Regions from separate parts of the Mus musculus genome. Here regions 2 and 3 are each linked to region 1. The links are chromatin contacts, called in public Micro-C and promoter capture Hi-C maps. All regions are on one chromosome and are shown on one strand. The core of a region is the stretch at or near the end of the contact, and the rest is flanking DNA. Distances in the headings are between cores, read along the strand shown.

Region 1 (3,223 bases), core at 494-2,993:
TGAGTTCCAGGACAGCCAGGGCTATACAGAGAAACCCTGTCTCAAAAAAACCAAAAAGAAAAAAAAAAAAAAGAAAAAAAAAGGCTTGTATTAAACAAGGTATCTGCCCATACTGCTGCATGTCCAAAGCATAAGCTGAAAATCAAAGTCTGATGATGATTTCAGGGTTTTTACTTCCTTTTGACAAGCATTCTAAATTATTTTTCTAGCAAAATGTTCTTAACAGGAGTGAATATTTGAATTGACTCTCTATAAAAATTTCTCCGACTTGTAATGAGACTGAAATAAAACTATTACATTGTTCTTAACTAGTCTGAAAAGGTTTTTCATTAATGACTCTTTAATTGAGAAAAAAATCAATTTTCAGCTCAAGGTTGATAGCTGTAATAAATAATCGTAACCTAGTTTCTGTTGTTATCAAAACATTCTCCAGGGCTAAGAGTATTGCTCAATGGCTGCTCAAATACTTATCATGCTAAGGCGTTAAGGCCCCAGGTCAACCACCTCCTTTAGGTGAAAGAGATATTCTTGAATCTTGTGGATATGCTAGATAGCCTTAAAAGAGTAATATGTTTAAAACTTTAATGAAAATAAAACAAATCAAATGAGAAACGTTAAGTAGGCTATAGCCACACACATGAGCTTAATTTTTATTTCTAGTTGAAACGTGATTTTTTTTTTGTAATATTCTGACCAAACATTACTATACTAATCAGAAATGCATTAAACTTTTAATGCTAGTGGTTGAATATGGAAAGTTTGAGAACTAGTGCCCTCTCTCCCTTCCTCTCTCTCTCCCTATCTGTATCTATATATACATACACATATTTTCCCAACTCGTTTTATTGTAAAATTTAGATGTTTTGAAAATTTAAGTAAAATATAATAAAAACTAAGCACACCGGTGTTGGGGAGGAAAATCTAGCTTTCTTCCCAAGAGAATTTGAGTAACTCTCTCTTCTGTGCATTGATCCTCTGCAAAACAATCGGAGGCAAGATGACCTGGGTTCAAATTCCATTTGAGATGCTTCCCAGAGTGCTTGCCAAGCTGCCTATGCTTATCAGTGAGAGGTCACACATCTCTGTTAGTCTAGCCATGAGGACAAAGATGTGCTTGTAATACCCACAGAGGAAGAAAGAAGCGTGGGCACTTCCGTTTGAAGGTGTGCGTTGAACTTACGCACATCAATTGAGTTACTTTGTCTTGAAATGTCTTTCCATGATACTCATAATTTCACTAACATACATTTCCTGTTCTTGTCTTAGCTTTTTGTTTGTTTGTTTGTTTGTGTTTCTTTAACCATTAAAAAAAAGCATAAAGTTGGTTAGGGCAAAGGAGTAAGGCATTTTAATGCTCAAAGATCGTTTCAAGTTCAAGTCCTGTGAGCATGCTCGCACTTATGGAGCATGTGTGGTGTTCAAAACTTGTGATTCCAAACAGGAGAAGGATTAGTATTCCAACTCTATATGTACTTGACATTGAATGACTACATTGAAATCCTGGGGCAGGGGTGGGGGCGGGGCAGAAAAGTTTAGCCTTTCTGAGTTCTTTGGTTACAATAGCGGCTAAAGGTAATTTCCATGAAATACTTGCCTCTGCACAAAGACAAACTTCTATCTTTGACAAATTCAATGCCTTAAGTTTAAGAGAAAGAGACACACATAGACTGGGGGGGGGGGGAGGAGAGGAGGGAAGGATGAAGAAAAGAAGACATTGAAAAGAAGGGAAGGAGAGTGAAGGACGAGGGAAAACGGAGAGAGCAAGAGTATGTGAGAGAGAAGCATTCTGGTCTTAGTCAGTTAGAGAATGAGAGCCTGCAATCAGCACTACACAATCCCAGAGAGACAGTGTATTGTTGTCTTGAAAGCCACAAAGCTAAACAATTCCAAGAATGTCTGGCGAAGCCCTTTTGGGAAGGGCAAGGTGGGGGACGAACTGGGAGAGGGAGCCCCCTCCGCCCCTTTACACGGTGTGACAGGATTTGGGAGACCTGGCGGAAACCTTCAGGTCACCCAGGGAACTGCTCTCGCGGCTGGTCCTGTGCGGCGAGGCGGGGGGTGAGCGCGAGGCGCGCAGGGCGCGGAGATGTGCAAGTGGAGGAGCTGGACGGAGTGCAGGCGTAAGCTGCAGAGCGGCTAAGGCGAGGGGTGAGTCTCGGGGTGAGGGTCCAAGGAATGCGGGCTTCCCGGGCGCTCACCCGCCCGGAGCCCGAGTGGGGCCTGGAACCTCCCGGGACTCTGGCTTCGTCCCCCTCCGCGCGCTCGGCGCCGGGGCGCACCCTGGGGACCGCACAGAGCGGTGGGCGCTCGCCCGGGCTGGGGGCTACTTTGCCTGCGGCCGCCCTGGCCGGTGCGCTCATTGGTCGGGATGTGTCTGCTCAGTCGCCTCCAACTTCTCCCCAATCCCACTGGTGAGTCACCGGAGAGCGAACAACCGGGCACCGGGAGCGGGGCACCAGTGTCCCCGGGGCGCCGGGAGTCGGTGGGACGGGCAACAGGAGGACAGAGCGGGCGGGGGCCGGGACGCGCTAAGCAAGGGCAGAGGCCGAGGTCCCGCGCGCAGCGGGCTCCTGGTGCCTGGTCGCCGCGGGAGGAGGAGGCGTGTCCTGGGCGGGAGCCGCCACTGGGACCTGAGAATGTGGGGAGGGGAAGGGGCCGAGAAGGCGACCTGGAGGAGGACCCTGGGAGTGATGTCAGGTCACCTCCAGGTTCATTTTCATAGCTTCCTGCAGCCTCCGCCCAGGAGTTCTGTTTGGTGACCGAGAGCAGCGCTGCCAAATTGCACCGGGGTTCATTTGGGGGCTGGGAATTGGCCATTCCGCTGTACAGACACTGTTTTTATTTTAAAAAACAAGGTTTGTTTTCATTTTAGTTTCTATCGGATTCTCTCCTCAATTAACTCACTTTCCTAGTTTTAAATTTTCTTAACCTAAATGTCTTTTCACAATCCCACCTCTTCATCGTGCTTCGAACCTTGGCTTCCTATTATATAATTCATGCTTAAATCTGCCAAAGGGTTGGCTGGCGCGGGGTGGGGGTGTTCTTTAGTAGATGGAAGTTTTTAAAGACCCTTTCTTACTTAACCTATCCTGATCTATTTATACTCTTTAAAAATGAGAGTAACTATAAACCGGTATTCCTCTGAGCCTCTCGGTCAAGTCTATTCCATGCCCATAAGCGGCTCACATGGATTTTATTAAACTGAAAACTAGTAACTGACTTG
Region 2 (3,305 bases), core at 18-2,517, 160 kb before region 1:
AGGCAGTAAAATGACAGCCATGGGCTTGATTCTGAAACCCAACTCAAGTGAAGTCACCTTCTACAGACATGTATAGTCAGATCCAAATACTTTCGTTGTGGAAGCCCACAAAGTGAGAGAACTGAAAAGAGATGCTTTCTCAGCCTTCTGTGATGCTGATGCTTGGCTGGTCACATCCCTCCTGTGATACTGTGGAGGCCTGCCTTATTGTGGTTATAAAGGAAGCACCTGCCCATTGGCTCTTTTTAGTCACTGTATATTTTTATGTCAACCAAGCTTTGATTTTGTTTCCAGAATATAAAGATGTGTTTTCTCTGTTTGAAGCCGTGCTCAGTTAACTTCCTAGTGAAGTTTGATCAATGCAGAGAAAGGTCCATTCTTGTGAAACCCAGATTAAGAAACTTTCACAGATCCCTACAGCCAGAGTGGGAGCAGAACCCAGAACAATCCACCCCATGCAGGGACGTTCTCCCTCACAGTTTCACGGAAGCCAAGTCATCTTGTCTGCTGCCTCGCAGATTGATCTTCCTTTCTGATATCAAAACCCCAACCTGATGCCTGCAGGCAGAACAAGCCCCCATTCTCACATTACACATTAATTGGCCTGGTTTTCTTCCAGATGCCCCTTATCTAGGAGTGGTCTTGGGACCTTTAAAATACCTGCTTCAGACAGAAATACAAGAAAACATCATATCTCCACCCCTGTCCTTCCACACTCTGATGTAGGATACCTTAAAGAACAAACTTCTGTTCCCGGGCAGGCCAAAGCTTTCTTTCCAATCCCTCATACACACTTCTCTGCCCATCTCTCATTAACTCTGGTTGAAGGAGGATCAGTCTCTGGCTTCCTCTCCAACCACATTCCTCTCCCAGACCTAACACCTCCCTCTTTGATAACCCTGAGTTTCACTTCCAACTTATTAGAAAAGAAATATAATCACATGTTTTATAATGTGTAAAGCGCTCTGCTAGGTTCCATGTATTGTATTTCTTAGAACTGTGTCCAAACCTCTTAAGATTCATTCACATCTGGCCAACAGACATTTCACGCCGTCTTTCAGGTAAACAAGGATCCAATGTTTAAATTCTCTAAAACACATCTGTTTCGGGCAATTCGGTTTCGTGTTTACCCGGTTCTCATTCTGAAAAAGAGCTGGCATCAGAATGTACTTGGTGAGTCAACTTCACCCTTGTATATACAATAGCAGAGAATGAGCCTGGCCCACAGTTTAAGTTTATACTGTTCTACTCAAGTTTCATTGTAATAGTTTTGCTTGGCATCTAACGAGTCCCAGTTTAGATTCCCCCTCTACTGGGTAATTACTGCTCACCATATTTCCACAGCCCCTGCCAGCGATTTCCTTCCAGTGGTACTGGAAAGTAGTTCTTGTCCTGACGGTGTGTGCTTGCCAAGTTGCATTTATTACAAAGATTTGCTGAAGGTTCTGATGGGGCCACATTTTCTTCAGCTGGTTCTACTCATGCCAAAGAACTTGACTAGCCCACTTGGTTTGTTTGTTTTAATTCAGATTTGTTGGGGTTTTTTTTCCCCCCTCTAATATGCTTTCACAGCCTGGAACATTTTAGTGGATTATTTCTCTAATCAACTATGAGATCTTCTGAAAACTAGAAGTGTAGCCAAAATAACATCACTTGCTGAGGAGCAGAATGGTGTATGGTGAAAGCTCAGACTTTACATAGTTGAGCTAGATGTACCAGCTTGATTCCTTTTCTGCAGCTTACTGTCTTTTCTGTGTCTCTGTTCCCTGATCTTCCAAAATGAGCATATTGAAGACTTTAACCCAAAATGTTTCTGTAAGGAATATCTGGCAGTCAACAAATTCAGAACCTATAATGCAGAGTGCAACATAAACAATCCATCAGGTGAATGACGTAGATAATTAGTAAAGTCTTTGATGAGATAGCTGAATTAGTCAATGGGTTGTTACAATTTCTGTGCAGACAGATAAATCCTTTCAATTCAGTGGATTTAAGTGTTGCAGCTTTAAGGAGGCTTAGTGTTTCTCCCAGGAATAAACATTAATCATGGGCTAAAGTAGCTCAAATCACTCAACTAAAGTGTGAGTCTGCTCTAAAAAGATTGATGTATGATGAAAATGTCTGATGCCAGGATACACTTTAGAATGTTTAGTTACCCTTACAGTCAGCCAGGCACTGCCAAAGCCCTGGCAAACTCAGCCATAGCTTTCATATTGTCCTCTCTTTGATTGAGTTAAATGCCTCTGTCACATTAGGTGTACTGAGTTGAATCACATTCTACTATGTCTTTTTAAAAGAGTATAGGATTACTGCTTATTGAAAAGAAAAAGTAATTGTGTCGCCTGGAAAACATGGACATAGAACCATCAGGAAGAAAATATTCATTTTTCATGATATGTTCAGTATTTCATTGTAACTTCCAAAGCAACAGTTGGGTGCTCAATGCAATTTTAATACAGTCTGAGAGGTGACTGTAGTCATAACCATAAACCTTTATGGTATGGTGTGTTCTGGAAATATGTGGATGCCTCCTAGTAAGCCCTGTTAAGGAGGCAGGGCCATAGATAATATAGGCGAAATATTTAAAGAGATGCTGTATCCATGATTCTTAATGGCTGGAAAGGTAGTATTGTATGCACAACAGACAACACAATTGTAATCTGAAAGTAAGACAAAAACACCAGACTCTGATGTTAAAAAAAAAAAGTTTAATAAGGTATTATCATTTCTCCTTTTTACCTATCCAAGCACATCAAATGATTTTTAAGGTTGTAGTCAGTCTAGAAGAATTCTTTTTGTAAATATAAACATTTTGATCTAAGTGCTATGTAGGAATACATTTTAATTGGTAGCATTGTGTTTCTCTTTGGTAATAGAACAATGGATATATCAATTGATGGGATTGGCTTTGGTAAAACAGAAAAAGACATAATGAATGCTTCAGATGTTTCTATATTAAACAAACCCGTAGTGGATTGGGGGAGGACAGGGTCTCACTTACCCCAGGCTGTGCTCCAACTCAGTGTGTGCTGAGAATGACCTTGAACGCATGACCCTCCCCCATTTTATTTCCTAGTGTTAGGATTATGGATTTGCCTAGATCACCAAACCCAGTTTTATGCAACTGAAATCAAGACTTCACACATTGTCCACAAATATTTTAACAAATGACTTATACCCCTAGTTTATAAAATCTCATGTTAAAATTATATACTTGTATAAAACTTTAGAAAATGTTTAGTTCATCCCAGATGATTATGTAAAGTATATGAAAAATAAAGTTTAAAAGACATAAAATTTGATGA
Region 3 (3,160 bases), core at 256-2,755, 250 kb after region 1:
ACTACGGACCAAGTATATGCATGCAGGCACCTGCACAAGCGCCTGGCAACCATGACGGAAGCCATGAAATTATGGAGATTGTTGAAAGAAACCTGTGATTCCGAATCTGTTTACAACTCCGTCTTCCAGATATTCTGATTTATTACATGAAGCAAATCCCTGAGAGGTAAACTTCCAATTTTCTGACCATCTTTAATGCCTCATTCTCTCCTCTTTTGCCTCCTCCTCTTCATCTCCCTCCTTCATCTTTGGTGCTATGGGTGGTACCCAGGTTCTTGTTCTTGCTATGCTGGTGATCTAAAAGACACACCAAGCATCCCAATGCCAAGGGCCCCAGTCACTGTGAAAGGCAACCAAGGGCAAGAGAGCCAGGACTTGCTAGCTGCTTCTCAGTTCAGCTGAAGCCAGAGCTGAGAGACTCAAACTTTCTGAAAATATATGTGGTTTCCTTCCAAATATTGAATTTTAAATATGTGTGTGCATATATCACATATGCATACAAGCATTAGTCAGGATTTTGAAAACTGCTAGTATTATGTTCAAACAATATCTGCTGTTCAGGCTTTCAGAAAATAAAACATGATAAACGATGTCAACATTTATAGCTACTGAAGAGAAAATAACTTTCTGCTTAATATTAATATGTTTTTGTTGAAAAAAACTAGAACACTTAATTCTATTTGGAGGAACCAGTTTAAGAGCCAAACAGACAGCAAAAAACTTTGTGTTAGATGAAAATATTTATTACAACTGTCAAGGGCAAATGCACTTAGAAGTGAAATTAATCAACAGTTTACTCCTTCTTGTTATTCATTCACATCCTCATTTCTCTTGGAAATGTGTCTGTCAATTCTGAACTAGTCACTTCCTATGATGCTTGGTTTTGTTTTTAATAAAAATGTCTAGAATTCTTGGAGTGGGGTAGGCTATTTGTTTCTGAAATAGAAATAGCACTGCACTCCTATTGATTATTATCTGATCTCCCCCTCTCACTCTCTCTCTCTTTTTTTCATTTAAATCCCCATAGAATCCACTCCAGGAATGCACTGTTTATACAAATTTCAGAATAGTAGTCTTTGTGATGGTTAATCTTGACTGCCAACAAGACTCAGAATCACTAAGGAAATGAACCTCCAGGCATGTCTGAGAGGAATTTTTTGGATTACATTAAGTGATGCAGAAAGACACATCGTACATGGTGATACCACAGGAGCTGATGGACTGGACAAAGGGGAGAAAGACAGCAGAGCAACAGCCTTCACCTCTGTTTCCTGTCCAAAGAGTCCATGGGCCCAGCTGCCTCTAGATTGTTCTGCCATGACGGACAGATTGTACCCTTAAAGGATGAACCTTCTCTTTCTCAAACCGATTTTGTCAGGAATTTTGTCACTGTAACAGAAAAAGGAAACAAAGACTGAGTTCAACCCCAACCCTCCCCTTCTAGAGCTTGTGTGTCTCCACCCACAGCATTCCTGTGATGTTTGCTCTGTGTTTGTGAAACATACTCAAAGGCAAATAAGTCACTGCTGTTTTGTTTTGTTTAATTCCGTGTGGAATGTTCCTTGATAGACATAGGCACAAGATCAGAGTTGACATTCTCACACATGGGAATTATCCACTCTGAGCATATGGGGGAATAGAAGGGAAGAATATTAGAGTCAACTGGGTCTGTAAACAACACAAATGTGTCTAAACCTAATTGAAAATGGTATAATGGATTAATTTCATTGTCAGCGTATATAACACTAACTTTGAGTCCTTGGCTTGTGGAATGGGATATCGTGTGTGGCGCAGTAGAGCAAACAGAAGCTTCAGGAGCTGCTTCCCAAATGAAGTAAGAAAAATGCATCAAATGTATGACTGGGAAGAGCAGGAGATGGCAAAAGCAATCGCACTCTGAGGATGGAAAAGAGTCATCGCCTCTTTATTTATCTCTCCTGTCTAGCCTCTACAGAAACTGAACAGATCCTAGAACATACTACTGAAAATCCATTCCCACAGAAGTCTCAATTCCAGCTGATGTGGCATTTTTTGTTCTACAGATTTTCATAGCCTCTGGCATATGGAACATGGCTATGAATTTGTCAAATACCATCTTTTTTATTCTAACCAGAAAAGAGGACCAGAAACCATTTGCATTCCTATGAAATAGACAGCAGCATATATTTAGGTTTTTATCCCCAGAACTGTACCAACTCTCTTACTGATGGCATAATTCACTCCCAAGCCATATGCTTCAGATGACACACCTTGATTCATTAATCCTGTAACACTGCATTGATTGGGATGAACGAGTGAGAGGCACTGCATACTGGAGACCCTGCTAAGCCTTACAAGAGCTTTTAAAGGCCATACCAGAAGTATCAAATAAATTCTAACATCTTCTGCCCTTCTATCCTTGTGTTAGTGAGTTCTTCATTACTTTAATAAATACCTGAGATGATTTATATAGATGAAATATCTGTTTGGGCTCATAATTTTAGAAGTTTCTCTGCATGGTTGTTAGTTAGCTATGTTACCTTGGACCTATAGTGAGGAAGATCATCATGGCATCCAGAAAGTGAGAGAAAGAATGAGATAAGCATCCCATAATTCCAAGTGGACCAGTTAGAGTGTTATTGTTGTTTTTGTTGGTTTGGTTTGATTTGGTTTGGTTTGGTTTTTTGTCAACTTGATATAACTAGAGTCACCTAGAATGAGGGAATCTCAGTTAAGAAAATATTCCCATCAGATTGGTTTTGAGGCAAGTCTGTGGTGCATTCTCTTGATTAATGATTGCTGTGGGAGGGCTCAATTCACTCTGGAAAGGCTGGTGAGTCTGGTTTGTATAAAAAGCAGGCTGGGCTAGCCATGATGAGCAACCCAGTAAGCAACACTCCTCCATGGTGTCTGGAAATGCTGCTCTAGCTCCTATTCCAAACAACACAAAAGCTGCTAAACTTGCAGGGTAACCAGCAAAGGAGAGGTCTGCAGTATCCAGACCACGGAAGGAAGGCAGCCTTGCCCCTTGGGACCTGTAAACCAAAAGACTATAAGAAATATTGCTGGTTAGAAAATATGCCATGTGATGTAGCAAGTTCAAAAAAAGATGACAACTGGTGGGTTTCTGGAGCATGGTCATCTGTTCCATTAACCATGGTGTTCTGTAGAGAAGGAATAC

Evidence for each region. Promoter capture Hi-C pulls out the DNA fragments that hold promoters and counts their contacts. A called contact is a pair of places that touch in the nucleus more often than the background predicts.
Region 2: a Micro-C map of palatal mesenchyme shows a contact between it and region 1, with 2.3 times the contacts expected there. The contact joins the enhancer-like site here to the promoter of Mme in region 1. A contact is called at or near these places in 3 of 39 promoter capture datasets (the 3T3-L1 cell line and liver), 3 of 484 Hi-C or Micro-C datasets (liver, palatal mesenchyme and uterus), 1 of 115 datasets of contacts at active chromatin or transcription factors (embryonic forebrain) and 2 of 9 other capture datasets (adipose tissue and liver).
Region 3: a promoter capture Hi-C map of liver shows a contact between it and region 1, with 4 times the contacts expected there. The contact joins the enhancer-like site here to the promoter of Mme in region 1. A contact is called at or near these places in 10 of 39 promoter capture datasets (the 3T3-L1 cell line, 3T3-L1-derived adipocytes, cranial neural crest and 5 more), 37 of 484 Hi-C or Micro-C datasets (the AML12 cell line, the STO cell line, Sertoli cells and 19 more), 5 of 115 datasets of contacts at active chromatin or transcription factors (embryonic forebrain, epiblast stem cells, fibro-adipogenic progenitors and 2 more) and 1 of 9 other capture datasets (adipose tissue).

The regions. Positions count from the first base shown.
Region 1 is chr3:63,293,468-63,296,690 of GRCm38.p6, forward strand. Mme (membrane metallo endopeptidase) reads left to right here and starts at 1,744. Exons shown (of 23, transcript NM_001357335.1): 1 at 1,744-2,148.
Region 2 is chr3:63,136,619-63,139,923 of GRCm38.p6, forward strand. No RefSeq gene overlaps it. Among named protein-coding and RNA genes, the nearest start is that of Gm40064, 110 kb to the right of the region's middle. Within about 2 kb of position 1,268, at least 37 of the 459 cell types and tissues checked have an H3K27ac peak or open chromatin away from gene starts, as enhancers often do. A contact at or near this core is called in palatal mesenchyme and uterus, where this site is marked.
Region 3 is chr3:63,541,701-63,544,860 of GRCm38.p6, forward strand. No RefSeq gene overlaps it. Among named protein-coding and RNA genes, the nearest start is that of Strit1, 59 kb to the left of the region's middle. Within about 2 kb of position 1,506, at least 6 of the 459 cell types and tissues checked have an H3K27ac peak or open chromatin away from gene starts, as enhancers often do.